Regions from separate parts of the Mus musculus genome. Here region 2 is linked to region 1. The links are chromatin contacts, called in public Micro-C maps. All regions are on one chromosome and are shown on one strand. Each heading gives the region's core, a stretch centred on a gene start, on an enhancer-like site or on the middle of the called end of the contact. The rest is flanking DNA. Distances are from core to core; before and after follow the strand shown. Region 1 overlaps Igf1r (insulin-like growth factor I receptor). Region 2 overlaps Igf1r (insulin-like growth factor I receptor).

The links. Hi-C and Micro-C count contacts between places; a contact is called where the count stands out from the background.
Region 2: a contact with region 1 is called in a Micro-C map of the G1E-ER4 cell line. The contact joins two enhancer-like sites. A contact is called at or near these places in 3 of 484 Hi-C or Micro-C datasets (the G1E-ER4 cell line, cranial neural crest and embryonic fibroblasts) and 2 of 115 datasets of contacts at active chromatin or transcription factors (microglia and stem cell-derived neural progenitor cells).

The regions. Positions count from the first base shown.
Region 1 is chr7:67,992,765-67,997,796 of GRCm38.p6, forward strand. The region is part of intron 1 of Igf1r (insulin-like growth factor I receptor); the gene reads left to right. Among named protein-coding and RNA genes, the nearest start is that of Igf1r, 43 kb to the left of the region's middle. Within about 2 kb of position 2,692, at least 29 of the 459 cell types and tissues checked have an H3K27ac peak or open chromatin away from gene starts, as enhancers often do. A contact at or near this core is called in the G1E-ER4 cell line, where this site is marked.
Region 2 is chr7:68,083,651-68,088,976 of GRCm38.p6, forward strand. The region is part of intron 2 of Igf1r (insulin-like growth factor I receptor); the gene reads left to right. Among named protein-coding and RNA genes, the nearest start is that of Gm51488, 51 kb to the right of the region's middle. Within about 2 kb of position 2,646, at least 160 of the 459 cell types and tissues checked have an H3K27ac peak or open chromatin away from gene starts, as enhancers often do. A contact at or near this core is called in the G1E-ER4 cell line, where this site is marked.

The sequences.
Region 1 (5,032 bases), core at 1,442-3,941:
TCAAAAGTATTGAGGCAGGAACAAACCCAGAACTTGGGGGTCTCTTCTGCCATCTCTTATTCTACTAAGGACCACTTAGGTATCACCTAAGATTGTCTTGACTTTTTGGGGGTGCAGGCACAACACCCCATCATCACATACAGAAATTATATCTAATTAAGTTGCCTAAGTCTTTTTCACACCTCCTACATTTGCACATTTCTTTTTTGCACCCATGTCCAAATAATATTATTTCCTCTCTGTTGCAGTTCCAATCTGTTGATCTTTTTTAGTTCTTGACTCTGTCATCCGGTGCAGTTGCTATCTCCCCTGGAAACTTGTCCCTGATTAGAGGGACATTTTATTAGCATTATTGGTGATGTTACTGATAGTAATGCTGAAGTAGATATGACTCAGAAGGAGCATCATGGCCCTTCTTCTACTGTCCCTTAGTCAATCAGCACTTCGGACTGTTACTGAGCCATTGGAATGCAGTTCTCCTTGCCTCATTCTGTCAGCAGGGATGTGATGAGATTGTTTTACGTAGCTCTGTAGACAAAGCATGTGATCTTGGAAACAGCCACTTTGTCAGGGAAGGGAAAGATACAAGACAGAGTCCTTACCTGCTGTGGTGTCTATGCTAGCTTGTGGACCATGGCCCATGACTTGATTCTCCATCAGTATGCTTCTTCCAGTTCAGCCTTTGGTTGATGATGGTTCAAGGATGCACGTAAGGAGATATTACTCTCATGTTTGGGCTCATGTACAAGGTGTTGAGATGATCTGAGAACCTAGGTGGGCATTGGTTTCAGATATCTTCTCCTGGAGGATGCTGGGAGCAGAGCTTGTGGGTTGTTTGGCCTGGTGAATGGAGCCTTCTCCATTTCGTGGAGAAATCCTAAATTCTGAGAATGTTTGGTCTTAGTGAGTACAGCTTGCCTCTGAAGAAATTAGGGGTTCACACCATCCTCTAGATAATTGGAGAATGCAAAACAGTACCACTCAAAAGTGGGTTGTCCGGAGGTGACAGAGCAAAGCAGTCAATGCAGAAGTTGCAGGAGATAACAAAGGCCATCACGTGACTAGGTGAGGTGAGGATGATGGAGACCAGGGAAGGAAGGAGTAGTAGGAGTGGGCAGGTTGGAGCTATAGGATCCCCCTTTCCATGATACTTTACAAGGCAAGAGCAGTGTTGACATTCAGATAGACCCGTGTTTAGGAAAACAACCCACAAATGCATAAAGTCAACAGGTAGGGGTCAGTGGTAGGGGGTGTCATTCTGTCCTTCAGTCATACCAGATAGTGACACGTTACAGTTTAGTTTGCAAAGATGGTGAGTTCCATGTGGTGTTGTGGCTTCTGCCTGATCCAGAGAGATGGGTGCAGACGCCTAGGTACTTCAGTATGTTTGCCAGTTTGCCAGCCGCGTGTTTAGAACTTATCTCCTTGGTGAGTCAGTGCAGGACTCTTGTGGGGTCTCTGCCTGGGGTCTCTGCACCTGTGTGTTTGCACTGTGGTAAGGCTGTGGCCAAACCTGCCTCCCACCCCACTGGACTCTCCTAGACCTATGGATGTGTGGTCCATGTACTTTGGGTTGGTTACTGCTGTTTCACACTTCATATTTATCTAGGGTTTGTGCCTCAGCACCTACAGTGGGTTCCTTGCCATTGCCTTGTAGAGGTTGAGGCTCTTGCCATGCAAGTTTCCCCCTTAAACTTGAGTGTCTTCTGGGTGCTCTTGTTGCTGGTCTGGCCTGCCTCTCCCTGTGTTCTCATTCTCTTTTCCTCTTCTCTGTTTCTGTCTCTGTGTCTTTCTGGCAAACTCCCGCGCACACACGCACACACACACACACACACACACACACACACACACATCCTGCTTTTGACTTGCTTCTGTTGTCTGTCTCTGTCCCCCACAGTCTTGACATCAGCTGCCTAATTGCAGGGACTTATCTTCCTGAGGTTTGGTTAGGTTAAGATTTCAGTACCTGCTTAATGATTTTATCTCTGTTATCTCAGACTTGTATTCTATCGTATCTCGCAGTTTATTTGTCTACATAGAGGGCCCTTAGCCCGGTGTGAGTGTGCAGCAAGCCCGTGGCAGTGCCTCTGTGTCGTTACTGCAGAAAGCACAGAAAACCTTGTCACGGGTGGGTGGGCTTTCATTTCTGCCAGGATGGCCACTTCACGAAGTCTAAAGTTGTCACTGCTGAGTTCCCAGCATATGGGTAGCACTTAGCTTGTAATAAGCATTGCTTACATTTGTATTGGAAGAATTAATAAATTTAGTCCCAAACCTGCATCTAAGCCATGAGAAAAACTTGAGGCCTTGAGTGAGAGTGGCTGGTTTCAGTCCATCTGTATGGCTGTGGGGGACTCAGGATCACTCTAACAGTCACCAAGTCAGAAGCTCTATGCTTCAGGAGGTTCAGACAGGCTTGTATATGACCGTGCACACACACACACACACACACACACACACACACACACACACACACTTTATATGTATATTTAGACATGTTTTTTTATTATTATTATTAGCCACACATGGGGATGGAGCCCAGGGTCCTGTGCATGCCAGGCAAGGGCTGTTCCACTGAATTAGGTCCCCTAGCCCAAGGCTTATAACTTGACACACCATGGAGAACCACTTCCTAGGGTAGGAGGAACATGTGAGTGAATGTGGTTTCCACCCTGACTATCAGCTAGATATCGGTAACTGGTTCATCAACACAAGCTCAGGTCACTTAAGGATACTGGAACTTTGTAGGGCGAAGTAAGACACTGAAGGAGTGAGCATGAGCACGTGGCCTGTAAGCAGAAAGATGTAACCGGTCTGACAGCCAAAGCCAGCGTGCGTGGGTATGGGAGGACAGAGGGACAACCTTCACGGAGAATGCTTGCCTGCCTGCTTCTGAGCAGAAAATCGCAAGTCAGAGAAAGAAAAGGAAAGGAGGGGTGTATCTCTGCAGGGTTTCTCTGCAGGCCCATACTCAGTGGGGGCTTGTTCTGGCTTGGCTGCTCCTCAAAGACACCCCGACACCCCCCCCCCCCAGTCCCAACACCAGCTTCTGGCAGTATAGTTCACTGTTCGTAGTACAAGGTGAACATGAAGACATATGCCCTGCTGAGGCTCAGTCCTGGGGAATGCCTCATAGGGAGGCAGAACACTGCTTCTCTGGGCCCCCCCACCAGGTGTGGCATGGCAGGGACTGGGCCCTGTATGCTGTTTTTTTTATGAAATGCCAATCATAGGGAGTGGAGATAATAAGAAAGGTTTCGAACCATTTCCAAGGGTGTTATTTTAAAGAACAAGCACCTTGAGTCCTGGACTTTCTGGGTATGTTAAGACGAGAATGGCATGTCAAATCTCTGAGCAGGCCAGGTTGTTTTTATGACGATCTGTAAAAACAGCTGCCCTTGTGCAGAAGTGAGCCCCACTTCGTTCTGCACAGATCTGTTTGTCTCCAGATGCCTTACGTGGAGGGGACACGCGTGCGTGTTCTTTTGCCTTGGAACTAATTCCCTGTAAATTTCCCACTTCTTAATTGGCAGGATAGGATAAAAAACGTCACATCAGTCTCTGTAAATTCCTTGCCTTGGTTTCAGTGTCCCCAGGGTTCAGGGCTGCAATTTTTTTTTTTTTTTTTTTTTTGTGGGCATAGATTTTTAGATTGTTTCTATGGTGAGACAGCTCTTCTGTCGGGCAGCAAAGAACAATTTGCACATTCAGATTACACTGTTTTATTTTAATTTCTGTTCTCAAAGTCACCCATGTCATGGAAATCCCTTACATTCCTGCCGTTGCCCTCACTTATTGACTATGTCAGGTGGCCGGGCTGTCTTGTCTGTGTGAAAGAGAAATGTACATATACAGTGTAAACATGTCTGCGTTGACACATGAAGATAAAAGGCTTAACATGAATTGTGTCTGTTTACACTCGACACAGAAATTCTCCTCTGACAAACTGGAGTATCACTCGTGCTTGTTACCATAACACTCTCCCCCCTCCTGTCTGGTTTCCTGGCTAGTTACAGTTTACAGCAGGGAGAGGTCCTCTTCTCAGAGCTCTGGGATGGTGCTCTCAGGCTAATCAGCTGCTGTGGGAGGACTGTGGATTCGCCCCCCTTGGTCTTTGTGTGTTTTCTGCATTGTCTATATGATATGGGTTATTTTTCTCAGCTCCTGACTCAGTGGGTAAAAAACACTTGCCATACAATTATGGAGACCTGCCTGTGTTAGAGTCCCAAGCAGTAGGGTCAAAGCAAAACATAAGAACAACAAAAACAGGTATGGCTGCATGTACCTGGAACCTCACATTGGAGAATGGGGAGGTTGTGGAGTCCAGGAGTTCCATGGCCAGCTAACTTGGCCCAAATGGCAAGTTTGGGGCTCACTGAGAACCTCTCTGAAGGCAATAAGGTGGGAAACAGTAGAAGACAATCCTCTGCTTCCTCTATGTGCAGGCACAGGTATGTGTACCTGCATAATCAAGTGCATGGGACACACATGGAGGGGGGAGGGAAAGGAGGGAGGGAGGGAGGGAGGGAGGGAGGGAGGGAAAGGAGGGAGGGAGGGAAGGAGAGAGGGAAGGAGGGAATATATACATGCACATAGGTTTTTCCATGGGTCACACTGCAGATCTTGGTGGGTGCAGAGAGAGGAGGGGAGGGCAGGGAAGGGGAGGGGAGGGGAGGGGAGGGGGGGTGGGGTGGGGTGGGGTAGTAACAAGGTGGGATCACGTCTTTCCTGGGTCTCCTTGTGTCTCAGAGAATGGTAGCTGAAACATCAAAATCAGCATGTGGAATTTCTCAGATGCAGATTTTAGGACCACTTTGTGATTTAGCAAGCCTCCTTGCTAGGTGTAACTGAGCTCTACTGAGCGCTGTTCTACTGAGCTCTACTGAGTGCTGGGGCCTTTGAATGCCTGTCTCCCATGCAGAACAAAGCGGGGGGGCCCTTTGAGTGCCATGTCTCTGTCTGTTTTCTAGCCTCTGTTCTGCCTAAATCCTTACTTTTCCTCTACTCCAGCTACTGCACCCCTGCCTGGGGT
Region 2 (5,326 bases), core at 1,396-3,895, 91 kb after region 1:
CAAAGGATCTTTAGAAGAGGCATAGGAAAGGGAGATGTTAAAAGGCCTGTGTCCCGAGAGTCATGGAGAAGGCAAAGCCAATTGTGTGGAGCCCTGATATGGTGGACTTGCCTTGGCCACTGAAGAGGAGATAGTAGGTTCTGAGTTATACCGTGTGCTCCCTGGAAAAGAAAACTGTTGATCTTGGGAGGGGGCTTCTGGGAGGAGGCTGCAGCCCACCTGTAGGGCAGAAATAAGTCTTAGGTCAGGGTGGTAGTTCTAAGAGTTAGGAGAAGAGTGTACTAACATGTGGAATGGACCCTGAATAGGCCAGGGGGAAGTAGATTTTGCATGTCCCAGTCTGGATGCTACTTTTTGTTCCTGAGGGAAGTTTTTATATCTTCAGGTGACTGTGGCCACACTCCACACTGTTTAAGGAATGTGTTGCTCGTTAACACAGGATGTTTAACCAGGAGTTCAGGTTATTTGTGCTTTAAAATCTGCTGAGCCTGAATCCAAAGAGTAATTCGTAGACAACATCATAGGTACTTGTTTCCTTTACCTAGAAAGTATGTTCATGGCCACAGAGTCAACAGGTCTCCACGAGCACTCTTAAAGGACAGCCAGCAGGTCAGAGACAAGTTTCAAAACAAAACTCCAAACTGCTTCAGGCTCTGGTCTAGTTCCTTATAAAACCTGGCATAATTCCTGTAAGACTTGTTTATTTTATTTTTCCTCAGCTCGTTATCTTGATATTTTTGCCTTTGAAGAAGTTATAGAATTATTGCAATTTAATCACAGACATGTATTCTACAAGATCTATTTGATATCTCCTGGTTACTTTCTTGTTGCTTAGGCCTTCAGTCAGGATAGAAACATGGGGCTGAGGAGTTAATCTCCATGCTTTGAGAAACATGCCCACTTGATCCCAGCACTGTGGGGCAGAGTGGGTTGGCGGTGTTAGAGGTAGACTGTTCTGGAAATGTAGCATGCTTTCCTACACTCATTCATATTCATTCATTCTCATTCTCTCTCTCTCTCCCCCCCCCCTCCCCCCTCTCTCTCCCTCTCTCTCCCTCTCTCTCCTCTCTCTCCTCTCTTCCCTCTCTCTCTCTCTCCTCCCCCCCCTCTCGTGTCTCCTTCCATTAACACGAATCCAGAAAATGGGTATTTGTATTTAGGCCTGTTTCAAGGTAGGACAGAATACTAGGTTTAATTAATTGATAGACTGATTAACCATGGGAATTCCTGACCATCCTTAGGGCTTGGTACTTCCTAGTCAATACATACATACATATATACATACATGCATACATACATACAAAAAACAACAGCCTCCCCTGGTTGTGGAGGAAGCAAAAGCCAGGCTGTGAGGGTTTGCCATATAAATAAGCGTGGGCTTTGGGGGTGGATCTGTAGTCCAGAGGGAACATGGTGATTGCCATTAGGGGGAAAAAAAATTAAGAATTGAGATTACTCCTTAGCTTCTCAGATTTTTAACAGCCTGTAGAAGGTTTAGATGTAGTGATATCAACATAAAAACAGCCAATATTTTAAAAATGTATCTTTTGGGAAATATATTGTCTCCTTCAATGCAGTTTGGCAACCTGTAATAAGCTGACAGCCCCTGTCTTTCTAAGAATTTTTTAATAAAATGTCAGGGAAGGAAAAGTGTATCAGCAGATAGGAGTTCCTTTAATAACACAGTAGGTGTTGGTGTTCGTGTTAGTGTTAGAACCGCCCAGACAGGCAAGCAGCTCTGAGAAATGCCCGAGTAGCCTGGGCTTGGCTTGAGTAAGAGACCAGCTGCCCCAGAGGCCCCTGCAAGCTTCGCACAGGACGCAGAGGCCGAGCTGGTGTCTGAGCACTTCTCTTTGTTTCGCTTGTTTTCGATCTGTCTTAGAAAATACGGCGGCCACAAACCCAGTCCCAGTCCCTGCAGCTGCTTGGTCTTTTTATGAATGAGGCCCAGAAGGGGGAGGAGAAGGCTTGCATTACACCAGCCGTTGGGTAATACAATTCATTCACTTGCAGCCATCCAGTCCAGGCTTTTATTTTAAAGGAAATGACTTGTTTATTTGACAGTTCAGATTAGCCCCCCCCCCCCGCCCGCCCCCCACTCCTTCCTGGACTTAGTGTGTTCAAACACTAGGCTTCAACATTAAAGCTTGTGTTCTGAGCATTTGCTCAATTTAATTGGGTGAAATAGTAGGAAAGGTTGATTAAGAAGGGGAGCGGCCTTGTCACCTCCTGGGATCTTGGTTACTCCTCTGTCCCTGTGCTATCTAAGAGGAGAAGCCTTGCAGTCTCTTTACTCAGCCTTCAGACCTTTGGGAGCCACAAGAGTGGAGTGCTTTTGGCAAGGTGATACCTCCCTGAGGCCTGCCCAGATCTGAATGTGCCTTCTTACCCTGCATTCTTGGCTTGCTTCCCTATCCTGCACTGGCATTTCTTTATCTGTAGCATTTAAGGCCCCATTTTTTTTTTTTTGTGGCGACTAAAATCTGAATTGGAAAGTGTGTGACAAGGGCTGGTCCTCTCCCCACCACCACTTCCTGCTAGGGGATGAACAAAAAGACCAGCCATTGTCCTGAGCATAAGTCAAAACAAACACCCATAGGAAGCGGCAGCCTGCTTACAGCTGCCTGAGTGAGCCCAACACTGGGCCGCATTGCCTCACAAAGAGACCGTCCTGGGCATGGAGACAGACCACTGGCATTCACGGCACAGATCTGATGCTGACCATCTTTGCCATGCTCAGGCAGTGATGTCTGGTTTGTGTCCATGACCACGTGTTTGGGAAAGGGCATTCTCTATGAGATGTTATTACCAGCACTGTCTGTGTGTATGTATGTGTATGTTAGAGAGACTTACAGTTGTTCAATCACAAGTTAAGGACTCCATTCTGTAAGACAGATATTAGATGCTGGTGGAAGAAGTGACCCTGGCTTTGACCTTTTCAAGCCCTTAATGCCACATCTAAGTTGTTCTTAGGTTTTCTTGTGGGAAAGGTGGGGTGTATGGTGGGGTAGTTGTGAGCCATCTCACTATAGGTGCGGGCTGTCTGAAAGGGAATGATATGTCGACTTGATAATCTTGAGTCTTCCTGGCTAGTTGAACTTTCTGGAAAATGTGAGTGTGTATGCCCACCATTCTTGCCAGTGTCCTAGCAGGGTGAACTGTAGGCAGACAGTGTATATGAACTCTAGCATGCTGCTGCTGCTGCTGTTTTCTTAAGAGTTACTTATTTTATGTATTCGAGTATACTATTGCTGTCTTCAGAAACATCAGAAGAGAGCATTGGATCCCATTACAGATGGTTGTGAGCCACCATTTGGCTTCTGGGAATTGAACTCAGGACTTCAGGAAGGGCAGTCAGTGCTCTTAACCACTGAGCCATCTCTCTAGTTCCATGCTTCCTAAAACCTAGAGTGAACATCTGGGCTGGAATAGCTGGAATGAGTTGACAGCAGGATGTGGCTGGTGATTCTAATACAAGGTTCTAACCCTTACAACTGACAGAGCAAGTTCATGAATACTTCCCCTATGGTTTCTTGTAAGTAGTCTTGTAATTTCTGGTCATAAATGTTTTGCCTTTGAATAGGTTATAAAAGTGTGTGTGTATGTGAGTGAGTGTGTGCGTACATGGATATCCATATCCATATCCTCAGGGCTTTTATCAAATACTGGTTGATTGGAAATATGTTGATTTTTTTTTTCTTTTCTCTGTTTATTCTGTAACCAGTCTAGGTGTCTGTTTTTCTGTCAGTACCATATTCTTTAGGTTACTGTAGCATTGTAACAAACATGCACTTGTAGAACTTTCTTTTGGGGCACTTTTACAGTTGTTTTTGAGACTGTGTCTCATATAGCCTAGGCTGGCCTTAAACTCTCTATTATCCTCCTGGCTCCACCTTTGCAGTGTACTTTGAAGCTGGGTGATGTTTTTAAGCTTTGTACTTTTTGCCCAGGATTCTGTTGGCTATCAGAGGTCCTACAGCAGAGCACTGTCATACAAGGAGAGGAAGTGAAACATGCAGAGTGGAAAAGCTGGGCAGAAGGAGAAGGCCCTGCATTGCCCAGCGGTCGGGGTCTCAGCAGAGGTCAGCCCACTGTAGCGTGGAAGAGGGCTGATGAGGTGGGACTGAGAACTGAAGAGCAGAGCTGTGTTCACTTGATTTTGGGGGTGATATCAAGAGAGCCAGAATTGTTAAGAACTGGGAGGGTTTCAGAGACGTTGTGACCAACAGCTGCTTTGTGGATGTGGAGTAAGCAGTATACACACTTTAAATCTAGCTCCATGGAAGTCATTGAGTTCACATCTCAATTAGCATCCAGTTGTACGTCAGTGTGTGCAAACATGCGCATGTGTATTGTATTTATTTAGCATCATTGAAACAGGCTTTGGGTTTCTTTTTTTTTTTCCCCTCGAGTTGATTTTTTCCAAATAATTGAAGCTTACATCTCAGTTTAATAAATATAAGCCTTTCTTCTCAACTGTTACCGACAGATCTTCATTAATTAATAACGCACCATTTTCTTCGTAATACAGGGCACTATTACAAAGTCTGAAGCCGTGGAACCTGTTGGCACATGAGAATTGGTTTTGTTAAAGAGGATTGGGCATCTGTGTGTGCTTGTATGTAATGCATTGTGTCTGTTCCTGTGGCATCCTGGCACCGTGAGTCCCGATCCTAGGCTGTCTCTCAGTAAACTTGTTTATAGCATTTTCACCCACCAAGGGCAGAAGACTCTCATTGTTGCTTTTAAGTGGGCATCAGGTGCCAGGCATTTGGTGGCTGAGACACTAGAACCCTGTCCATCACTTGGATATGGACACAAATGGGAGATCCTGCTAACGGTTAAGTCTCTCCTTGTGTGTTAGTGCTCTTTCGTGAGTTGTTCAACTCCTTCAGAATCCTGGCTCCTCTGTCTTACTTTGCCACCCCATGACTCCTTATGTTTTCCCAGATAGGAATTGTACTAATGAAAATGAGAAGTAAATGTAATATGTAATGTTCTGTCGGTAATTGTTTGTTTGCATTTTAGCTTGTCATGGAGCTAATGATATTTTAATTGTAGCTGACTTGAAACACAATGAAAAAGTGGCTTCCTGCTGTTTTGGGGTTTTTTTGAGGATTTTTAAAAGCCGGATTCAGAAACTTGAAGGTAATTTAAAATGTTTGAGCCCCAGAAACATATTTATATTCTACAGCCATGAACGAACCAGGCAGGGCTTGTATTTAATCATTGGAAGAGATGTAAGTACAGTAAGGAAACAAACAGCCTGGTGCACACATCCATTACATTATTGCTTATGTGCAGGAATCTTACAAAGCCTGCCTCA